Linked DNA regions of Danio rerio: region 2 is linked to region 1. A link is a contact called in public Hi-C data. All regions are on one chromosome and are shown on one strand. Each heading gives the region's core, a stretch centred on a gene start, on an enhancer-like site or on the middle of the called end of the contact. The rest is flanking DNA. Distances are from core to core; before and after follow the strand shown.

Region 1 (5,591 bases), core at 1,871-4,370:
TATGCAACCACACATCCAACCCTTCCAGAAAATATCAGTTTTCATCCTCAACATAAATGTCAGTTTTTTAATCAAATGAATTTCTTCAATTATCTCAAACCACTGCTTAAGTTTCAAGGTTAATTCTTTAAGTTAGTTCTTTGTTAGTCTTTTTTTTTTTTTTGCATGCCACAAGAAAAAAATTGGTCACCTCAGTGTGCTACACTATCAATATTTTGAGAGAGAGAGAGAGAGAGGGGGGGTATTTAAATTCTAAAAAAAAAAAAAAAAAAAACTGTTTGAATGTGGATGAGACTTTTTTTTAGTGGAGATTGTCCTCTAGTGGTTAGTCAGGCGCATTGAGCTCTATTTAAACAGCCCTACATTTCAGAGATTTCTTCCCTTTCCCTCAGAACATTAGTATCTCTTAAATGTTATTACAGCTTAGATAATGTTATTACATAATTGTAGTTTTGTTTTGTGCTTCTTTGTGTAATTTTTGTTCCCAATCTTATTATTATAAGTTTTTTACCCTGTTTTTGGTAATTTAAGCATTTTAATTTGGATTTATTTATTATTTTTTTATTATTATAAAAATGAGTGCTTTTGTGTCATTGCTATTACTAGTTAGTATTAAAAAATATATATGTTTGTGTGGGTTTATACGTTTTTCTATTAGTGTTAATATGTTAAACCATATAGTCTTTGGTTTAACTAATAAATATAAGTTTATTGTTTGCTTCACACAACCCTTCTATTTAAGTTAATTAAATGTTTTCCTCCGCAAATGGTTTTAGCTTGTTAGTATATTTTATGTCCTTTCTGGTGCAATTTTTATTAGTTGGTATTTTAAAAATATCTGTTCCACTCATTTATATTACATTATTAGGTTATTTTCTACCAAAAATGTTGAATTTTGCACAAACAACTAAAATAAAATGTATTAAATAAATGCTAATTAGTGTATATTTGTTTAAAATAAATCCAACATATGTTAAACAATTTAATAAAAAATGTTGCATTGGCAACTTATTGAAATATGTTTTTAAGTTTTATTTAATTTGTTAATATTTATTTATTTAATTTAACGATTTATATTATTTAAAGATAATTTATTTTATTTAATGTTACATAAAATTAATAAACATGTGTTTTGTGTAACTTTTTAAAAATCAAATTACGTTTTTTATAATTCATTTATAATTATTTTATTTTATTAGATTTTTATAGGTTTATTTTAAGCAACATAGTTAATGTACACATTTTATTTAGATTTTAATCAGTTGTAACGGTGGTTGTTATAGTAGTGTAGGCTACATTACCTTCGAGATTACAATTTGCCGCATTTATTTACAACACATTACAAACCGTAATATTTGTGATAAAAAGCAATTTTAAGAAAATGCTTTTAGCAGAGGATGGATTCGATCCATCGACCTCTGGGTTATGGGCCCAGCACGCTTCCGCTGCGCCACTCTGCTAATAACATGATGTTGACCATGTTGTGTAAAGACTCTTAATTCATGAGGCTATAGCTTGTACATAATATTAAATCCTCGCGATCATCGAATTTGCCATATTGTGCGAACTAGCATTCAAAATAACGATGGACCTAATTATTATCGAAGGATCTTATTAATATTTGAGTTGTCAGCAAAATGTTCATTATTTTCATAAAAGGCAAAAGAAAGGTAGAAGAGAAAAGAAAACGGATAAAAGACGACATCTGAACCCATTATAAAGAATTGGATATTGTATAGCTGCAGTTCACCATCGGTCCACAAGGGGACGTACACACATTACGTTAAATCGATCTCTCAATGCGCGTAACACAAGGTGAAGGTGAGCTAATATAAAATAAAACCGATCAGGTAAATACTTTTTTTTAAAACACCAAGCAAACAAACACGAATTTACAGACAATAAACACATATTTCAGGTTTATCCAGCACTTTGTTTTAGCGGATAACTTAGCTGTGCTTTTAATAATCAAAGATATCATATAAAACGCCGATGGCTGCAACCAAAACACAACTGTGCAAATATTAGAAAGCAAACATTCTGAGGTACCAACTTTACAGGTTTGGTGTGTGTTTTTGAGGGACGATCAAGCAAATGTGTTACTGGTTTATTGGTTTTATGTTTTAAGCCCGCTAGCTGTAATAAAGGGCTTAAAAAGTCAACAGATGACCACAAAATATGATGAAGAATTGTTAAAATGACAGCAGATAAATGTCTGGCTAAGTATCTGAAGCATTTGTTCTGTTAACTAATTACATTTTTAAACGCATATAGGAGGATTTTGAGATGTAGGCAGGTAAAAAATAATAATAATTTACGACTAATGTAAATAGCTTGACCAAATACAGTAACATTTTTTTAATTGCTATTTATTAAAAAAACTAATATGCTGCTTAAAACATAGGCTAATGTCAAAGAGCGCCTATATACCAGGATGTTTAAGTTTGCGTTTAGTAGGCAAATGTCGCACCTGCTCTGCGTCTGTAATTGGTCGAAAGCTCAGTCAGATTCCACCGCAAGAATTATCGGATTGAAAATCAGGGAGGGGAGTTAAAAAACTCAACACAAGCAACTCACAGCAATGCAGTGCTTAAGTTTCTAAACATCACAACGGATTTCCTAGCACTTTTCATCAGCTCGAAGCCACTCAAACAATCAAAGGACTTTAAACACAGCATCATTTCAGGTAATTTTTTTCCACGCAATTAGTTATTTATTTAGAAGTTTGAAATAGTTTTTCTAGCTTAAGTGAATTAGTATTAGGTAGATATAATATATTTTTATTAACAAATATACTGTTTTATGGCTACAATTAGCTATAAAAAAGTCTAAAACCAGAGCAAAGTTTGACTGAAAGTTAAAAAGAATTATATCACCGCCTAATAGCTATTGTAGCCCATTAACTATGTGTTTAATTTTATTATTTAATTTTTTAGACATATATAAAGATCAACCCTTTAAAGCAAGTTGTTTTTTTTAATATAAAGGAATCAATATCATCGTAGCCTATTGCATTTGTCATTTATAATTTGTTGGACAATTTCAAGTTTTGAGAAGTCACGAATATGTTCAAGTTTATGCGGCAATCATGACAACAACAGCAAACGAAAGCATCTCAGTAAACAAATCTCATTTAACAGAATCACGGAATCATGCCACGGTCGTTTCTGGTGAAAAGTAAAAAGTCTTATAATGTGCATCGACCAAACGACACCGAACAAGCTCCACAAAAACTCCCGGAACCAGAACCCAAAACAAGTGAGTATTCACACTAAAATGCTCTGTTGTTGATTTTTAATTATTATTATTATTTCACTGTATTATTATATTGTTGTTTTATTATTATATTCTATATTTAGTTTGAATTGTACTTTACAGATAAAAGTTCTAAATGATGTTTTTCACACAAATGCCACTGCAAAACGTTTTTGGTTTGATGCAGAAATACAAAAAAAAAGCAGTACTTCATCCGATTAAAAATGTATCGTTTTAATTTTCATATCTTTCAGTTTAATATTAATAGTTTTATTTTTCTAATAGACTTTAAGTTCAAATGGTGTTGATTAAGAGCTCAACTAGGAAATATTTGTTTTGAACAATGTAAGATTTTAAGGTTACTCACACAGATTAAACAGAAACTCAATATGCTTTGCAATTTCATGCACTTTAAAAAATTATACGATCAATTAGTCCTGACAGTATATGTTTTTAGGTAATTGTAACTTATTAAACTAAGTTAATGATGTTTTAACTGAATTTTATTAGTTACACAAGCTGTTTTAAGTCAGATTAACATTTCAATGAACTCATAAAATTAATTTAATTCAGCTTAAAATTATAAGGCAAACAGGATTTTTTTTAATGTGTGGAAAATGATTTATTTTTCATTGGCTCTAGTGATCAAATTTTGATGTAAAACCATTACCCTATTTTTTTTATTGGTTAAATGAAGGCTATTTTCCAGTGTAGTAGAATAACAGAAATAATGTATTAATGTATTTAAAATTAAATTAAACATTTTTTTTCTTAGTGCAATCACTGTTTTGATTATCTAAAATATTTTTTACTCACTAAAAACAAATATAATAATGAATGTTCTTCAAGTAACTCAAGCCAATAATTAATTTTTTAAAAAGTGATTGTTAAGAAGTTTATATACACTGTAAAACCAAATAAGTTAAGGCAACCCAAACTGTTTGAGGAAACCAGTTGCTACAAACCATTTAAGTTAAAAAATCAATGAGTACTGTAATGAGGTATTTAATTAACTCATTACCTTCAACACTGAGTTCTAAACTCTTTTCAAATGAGAAGAATTAACTTTCAGTAAATCTTGAGTTAACTACACTCATTTAATTTTATAAAGTTAACTGTTGGGGTTTACAGTGTAGCATACACAGTAAAAAAAAAATGCAGGGTTCCACACAATTCTTTCATTGTTTCCCAACACAAATCAGTTAAGTTATAATTTTTTACAAATTTAAGTTATCATTTTTACAAATTTAAATGGATTGAAGATAAAACAATTAACACGAGAATTGTGTTGTTTCGACTTATTTTAAATTAGTGGTTTGAACAAGCAGCTAAAGTAATATATAATTCAGCATTTGGCATATGTTGCACGAGACAATTGTTGCAAATTGTTTTTTACGTTCATTCTAAAATCTCTAATAGTGTCCTTAGAGGGAAATGAAAGATTTGATGTGCTGAGCACCTGTCAGATTGATGTTTGCAAACGGTGCTTGAGCCTCAGGCTGACTGTTATTTGATTCTAGGGCTGCGTCTCAAAAGCTTGACAGCTGCTTACTTTAGACAGTGTTTCTGGGCCTCGTGTGTGTGTGTGTGTGTGTGTGCGTGTGTGCTGTGTGTGAAGGTTTAGCTCAATAGGTTGTTCTGCATGGACGTCTGTAATCTGTGGAGCAGTTAGGGTGGATGATACCAATATGCAAACTATACAGTACAGGCCTATTCAAACAAGAGAACGGTTTATTCGCAGGTTCATAACTGCTATTGGTGGTCATTTGGGAAAAGAAAATTGTATAAGCATAAGGGGCCACACTTTACAATAATGTTTCATTAGTTCATTTACTTAATAACATCAGCTAAGATCGAACAAAACTTTTGCATTATTTAATCAGAGTTCAACATTCATTAATTCATTACCAAAATCCATATTCATGCTTTAGTTAATGCACTGTGAGTTAATATGAACTAACAACGTATGACTTTATTTTCTTGAACTAATGTGAAAGATGAATAAATACTGTAATAAATGCATTGTTCGTTGTTTGTTCATGTTAACTAACATTAAAAATCTGTTTATTTATGCTTTTGAAATGCATTACGAGACCTTGACCTCTCTTCCAGTAACTTTTAACCTTAAAAAGTTTGAAAAAGTGACTTTTATTAACATTTTTAATAGTTTGAAGTAACATATTGTCTGAGTTGGTGTTGTATTTTATGGCATAACACCTTGTAATAAACTGCCACTTCATTTTCTGATATTTTACAGACTTATTTCTCTTTATATTATTTAATATTCATACTAAAATGTAAATAAAAGTCACTTTGTTAAACTGTAAAGTTGAATT
Region 2 (5,591 bases), core at 1,580-4,079, 260 kb before region 1:
TATTTATAAAATGTCACTTAGCACAACAATTGTTTATATACAAAATAATCATGACAGACATATTTAGAATTAAAAACAATAGTCTAAATATAAAATATTATACTTTTAAAAAACTTGTTTTACAGATTTTAAATAATAAATACTACATTTTAATTTAAAATCATTGTTTTATGCCATAATTTGTCAGCCATACTGTATATTTTCAAAAACTTTAAATATACAAATTTTATAGGGCTGGGCGATTTGACCTAAAATCAAAATCTCGATTAATTGAACATTTAAACTCGATTACGGTAATTAAATGATTATTTTATTTATTTATTTATTTTTTGCATTCATCGTTCACTGACAGGTTTTATACAGTAAATGTGCTCAGATATTACAAGTGAGAGATTTTTAAATGAAGGGTGCATTACTTTATATTAAAATAATTGAAGGAAACGCACACTATCTACTATCTATTATTTATTGAACATCAGGATTGAACAACTGAAATTAAAAGACGCATTGCCTAAAACAATCACTTTTTTTGTAAAAAATTGAAAATAAACAACTTAAATTATGTTTTTTTTTTATATTAAAAGTAAAAACTAAGCAGTATCTCTTCTAAATAAAATAACTCTTGTATGTCCTGTAAATAATAATCTAATCTGAATAATAATAATCTTCTGTAAACAAATATTTTAAAGTAAATAGTAATTTTGTTGAAATGGAAAAATATGCTGCCTCAAGATATCTCTGACACAGCTTCCAATCAACACCAATGTAATGCAAATGTAATGCTTGAAGGCTGCGCTGGACCATACGCGTGTGCTCGGCACAGAAGTATAAATCAGCTTCAATAGAGCAGGGTCACGTGACCACACATTGGAGGGAAAGTAATCGGAAAAAAATTGACCTGAACAAATTTGAGCGATTATGAATGTTTATTTTACTTACTTTTCAATTCATCGGCCCGCCCTATTGTTTGTTATATTTCAATAAGTACAGGGCAGAATAATTATGTTATTTATTTTTTAAATATATTGCAACATTGGAATTATTATATGGTTCTAAATAAGAAAAATGTTTTCTGTAACAACTTATTTATATTGAGTGATTTTATAGATTAAATATGCATTTGTTATTTATAAATGATGTAGAAACTAAATTAAGAAGTCTCATCTTTGACCTGTAAATTAATTGATAGATTTTGATTGCTTCAAAATTGCTGCAAATGTTTTGCATAAAGTATTTTGTTCAGCACAAATAATGTGAATTTACCTTTTTTTTTTACTATTATTACTAAACCACACCTACCTTACAAAACCATACCACACTCGCACATGAAACAATACTATAGTTTTTAACCATAAAAAATAAACTGTATATCAGACAGTATATACAGTGCTCAACATAAATAAGTACACCCCTCACAAATCTCTCATTCAAATTAATATTTTCTATAGGATGCTTTACAATCTTATATTTGTGCATATTCATTAGGTTAGACAGTGCTGAAGTTAAATCTGGAGCTTATATAACAAAAATAACTTACGATAACTGTCCAAAAACTAGTATACCCAAATTTATAAGTCAGAGAAAAATATTAAATACAAATTTTTAAAAGAGGAAAAATCAAAAGCAACAAAAAAGATATACAATTTTGTTGAAATTTTGTAGTTTATAATTTCTTTTGCAATATTTTGCATTATTTAAATGTATTATCTTTCCATTTCTAAATACGTACTGTGACTAAAATAATATTTTAATAAATATATCTGTTTAATAAATCTGTTTTGCTTAAGTGCACCAATATATATTACCCATATTCACTGAAAATGGACAAAAACATTCATTTTCAAAATTGGATATACTCATTTATGCTGAGCATAGTATTATAGTATTTACAACATTGGATTAATGAATGCTACATCATACCATTGTATTAACTTGTTTCTACTACAATAAAAGGGGTGAAATTAATGTTATTTTATAACCTATAGATGGAAAAAAAACTACAGTACAGGGTCATTTGTTTATATTACTATAGTTGTATTACCATATCAACTATAGAATCACCACAACTGATTAATTTAAGTACTAAACACTATTTACTAAATTACTATACATTACTATAGTATTTTTTCATATGGGTTACTACACACAATACTGCACCACAATAAACTACATAACTCCAAACATGTAACAACACTGTTCTATATTATATTAAATATATTTTAAAATGATAATACCTTTATTATTTCTCGAGCTCAATTCAGAGTCTGGCAAAAACAAACAAAACACCAAATGATTGTTATGATTAAGAATGAAGTCCTTGTTCCATACCACAATGCTAGAAGACTCTTTTAAACGTTGTCAGGATATTATGAGGACCTGTTGTTGCTCAGATTGGCACAAGAGCATATGAAGACACACCCATGGTGCACTACCAATAATAAAAGACCTTAAAAAAAATAAATGCACCATTAACGCGCTTCTAATGTTTACATATTTATAAATGCATTTAAAATCTATTTAAATACATGTAATATAGAAATATCTAGCATGGGTAAATCTTTTAACGTCAAATGAATGTAGCGCATATCCAATGCACACAACGGTACAAACACGTGACATTAAATAATAACAATAGTTATTTAGTAGCAGACCTATTTGTCGCTTCCTCCGTTCTTCCTCTCTCATCGCAGCTGTTTCTCTGCCATCTTCCATGGTCGGTGTAATCTTTGAGTTATTCAGGCTGATACGGAGCAGATCTTGAATGCACTTCCAAGCAAAAGATCTTCTCTGTGATGTTTTTTTCTACACGGGACAGATGATCGGGTTTCTGCGTGGAGTACAGCCCCCTCTCTCACTGGAAGAGGTTGGGCTGGAGTGGGCGGGCATTATTGTAGTCTCATAGAGGTAACCTAGAAACGGAAGTATTTACCACAGAAATTCCAGATCATTTTACCCACGGGGGAGTTCATATAAAAATAACGTTTTAAGTTAAAGACCGTGTTCTTAATCGATGGTGCATGTTTCTTACTTAAAGGGATAGTCCAAAAATGAAAATGGCGTTATTTATTCACCCTTTACTTTCTCTATTTTGTTTCAGTTTTTTTTTTTTTTTACAGTTTTATGTGTTTATAATATTATTTAACCTGATCTGTTAAGTTATTATCACTATTACTACCATTGTCCTTTTTGTGTAAGATTGGAATGTGTATGTTTGTTATTGAAGTCAAAAAAAAAAAAAAACTTGTTACAAACTTATCAATTTTCACTTTCTGTTGAACACAAAAGAAGATATTTTGTAGAATGTTGGAAACCAGACTCTCAAAGTAGTATTTTCCTATTATGGAAGTCCCTTTCACACATACAGGATTTCCGGGAAATTACCGTATATGTTTTTATATGTTTTCATCGAAGTTGTTCACAATACTGATCATCCACAGAGTTTGTAATGTAGTCAAATGTTTACAAATAAAAGCGCAGCCGTTTAAGGCTAATTTGTGGTGAATGATGTCAGAATTTACCGGTATTTTGGAATGGATGTGTGAACGGTCTTTTCTGGAAAAATTCCGTAACGTCCTCGCCTGTGTGAACAGCACTATTGACTAGCCTACTAATTTCCAATATTCCTCAGAAGATCCAAAAAAAGATGACTTTTTAAAGTTTGTCAGTCTTTAACTTTTTAAATTAAAAAAAGATTTTGTTTTTAAATAAACACAGTGAAGAAAACCTGTTTGTGGTGTTTTTCCTGCTTAAACAAGAACACTATATAAAATATCAATAAACAGTAGCCTATAAGGTATTGCCATTGCAGATGGCTTGAGGCAACATGCATACTTCTGTTGTTGTTGTTGTTGTTTATTCTTACTTTTTGATTATACCAGAGATGTCCAAACTAGGGCCCGTGGGCCAAAGTTGGCCCATACCTTTGATTTGGCCCACCATCTGACAAGGGAAAACGATATGATTTAGAGATAGTCATTTAAATCTAATGTAACCTTTTGTTTATTTTAACATTAACTGAAATTAAATGTTTCAAATAAATATTGTAAATGAATCAGTTTTAGTTCAAAATGTACACACTGTAACCAGATGAATGGAGGACAATGCAGAGACTTTGGTGAGAAGGCAAAGGCTGATTCTGCTTGGCAATTGTGTATTCAGCATTGAACTCCACTGTACACTGTTATGTTTTATTGCAATAAGTTATAATAAAAAATTATACCGCATTAAAGTAATCATTTTATTCATTTATTTTTTAAATATTAAGAATTAATTTAGGCAATTACCCATGGCAAATTTAATGTAATATAATTTGGTATATCCGGGCCACCGCTCCTAATGATAATTGGTTTTTGACCCTTTATACGAAAAAGTTTGGCCACCCGTGATAAATAATGTACGAAAACTACACTACCCATGATTCTACTAGGAGAACTCTCCACCAATCAGAGAGTCGATTAAACCACGCGGCGCCATGAATACGTTAGCGCCCTCTCCTGAAGTAGAAAGTCTCATGAAGGTGAGGTGAAAGCTGTCATTCTATGCTCTTAAAAGTCTTATATAACGATGTATATTTTGCAACACACGTAAAATGTGTAATTTAATATATACATATTTTAACATCTTCAAATCAATATACCCATCCCATCGTTTTTCACCAATCCATCGGCCAAAACAGTGGCTTGTTTTTACTGGGGTAAGGCCGTTTAAAATGTATTTGAATTCAGTGAAAAAATGGATTATAGCTCGAATACTAGGTTCTCCGTGTTTGAAGCTATATATTTAAGATATAAAACTATTTTTCGCAGATAAAGTAATGATATACACTTAAGGAGATTTAATGTGGCTCAATGAACTATTGACTTTCTGAGCCTCATAGCGCCCCCTAGGAGGAAACTAAGGTTGAAAAAAAAAAACTGATAGTCTTTGCTGTATTTGAAACAAAAGTTACTATTGCCATCTAGTGCTGTGGAATGGTGTTGCATATAGTACCTCTATTCACGCCATTGATGATCTCCTAACTCATTGTTTAACAGACGCTTTAAGAAAGTGAACGTTAAAGGAAAAGTTTACACAGAAATTAATTAAATTCATTGTCATTATTTATGATAAAACAATGTATGTTCAGATCATCTATACTGGTGGCATTAAATTTGTGTCATTAGTAACAGAGCTTTTTAAAGTCTCACATGGGCTTTTCATTTACAGCTAACCACATTATAATGTTTTAATCCTTAAAAATATTGTTGACCAACAGAAGTTAAGCGGGGAAATGTAGGCAATTGTTGCCAATATTCATTAGAATATTGATCAGTTCAAATCAGTTCTATAGAAACATTGAACAGTGATAAATAAAATATAAGAATAAATATCAACAATTAAAATTAATTTGAAACTAATAATTGACAATTATCAAACCTAAAAACGTTTGAAAATGCAGCAATTCTCATAATAACATTTAAGGCCACATTGTGCTTTTGTAAGATATTTGTAGTAAAACAGAAAGAAAAAGAGTTTTAAAAAAGCAAATTAAATAAATCTTCAGTCTGTCAAAATTTGTACTTTTTTTCCTAGTGATCAATAATGTAATTGCC

The links. Hi-C and Micro-C count contacts between places; a contact is called where the count stands out from the background.
Region 2: a contact with region 1 is called in a Hi-C map of hematopoietic stem cells, with 2.9 times the contacts expected there. The contact joins the promoter of stom here to the promoter of gfi1b in region 1. A contact is called at or near these places in 1 of 18 Hi-C or Micro-C datasets (hematopoietic stem cells) and 1 of 4 datasets of contacts at active chromatin or transcription factors (embryo).

Annotation. Positions count from the first base shown.
Region 1 is chr21:18,680,681-18,686,271 of GRCz12tu, reverse strand. gfi1b (growth factor independent 1B transcription repressor) reads left to right here and starts at 3,120. Exons shown (of 6, transcript NM_001271841.1): 1 at 3,120-3,258. The coding sequence starts at 3,153. It overlaps trnam-cau (transfer RNA methionine (anticodon CAU)), which reads right to left and starts at 1,460; the gene lies at 1,389-1,460.
Region 2 is chr21:18,943,041-18,948,631 of GRCz12tu, reverse strand. It overlaps stom (stomatin), which reads right to left and starts at 2,829. Exons shown (of 9, transcript NM_131758.2): 1 at 2,652-2,829. The coding sequence starts at 2,712. It overlaps LOC141379843 (a long non-coding RNA gene), which reads left to right and starts at 4,472. Exons shown (of 4, transcript XR_012396704.1): 1 at 4,472-4,516.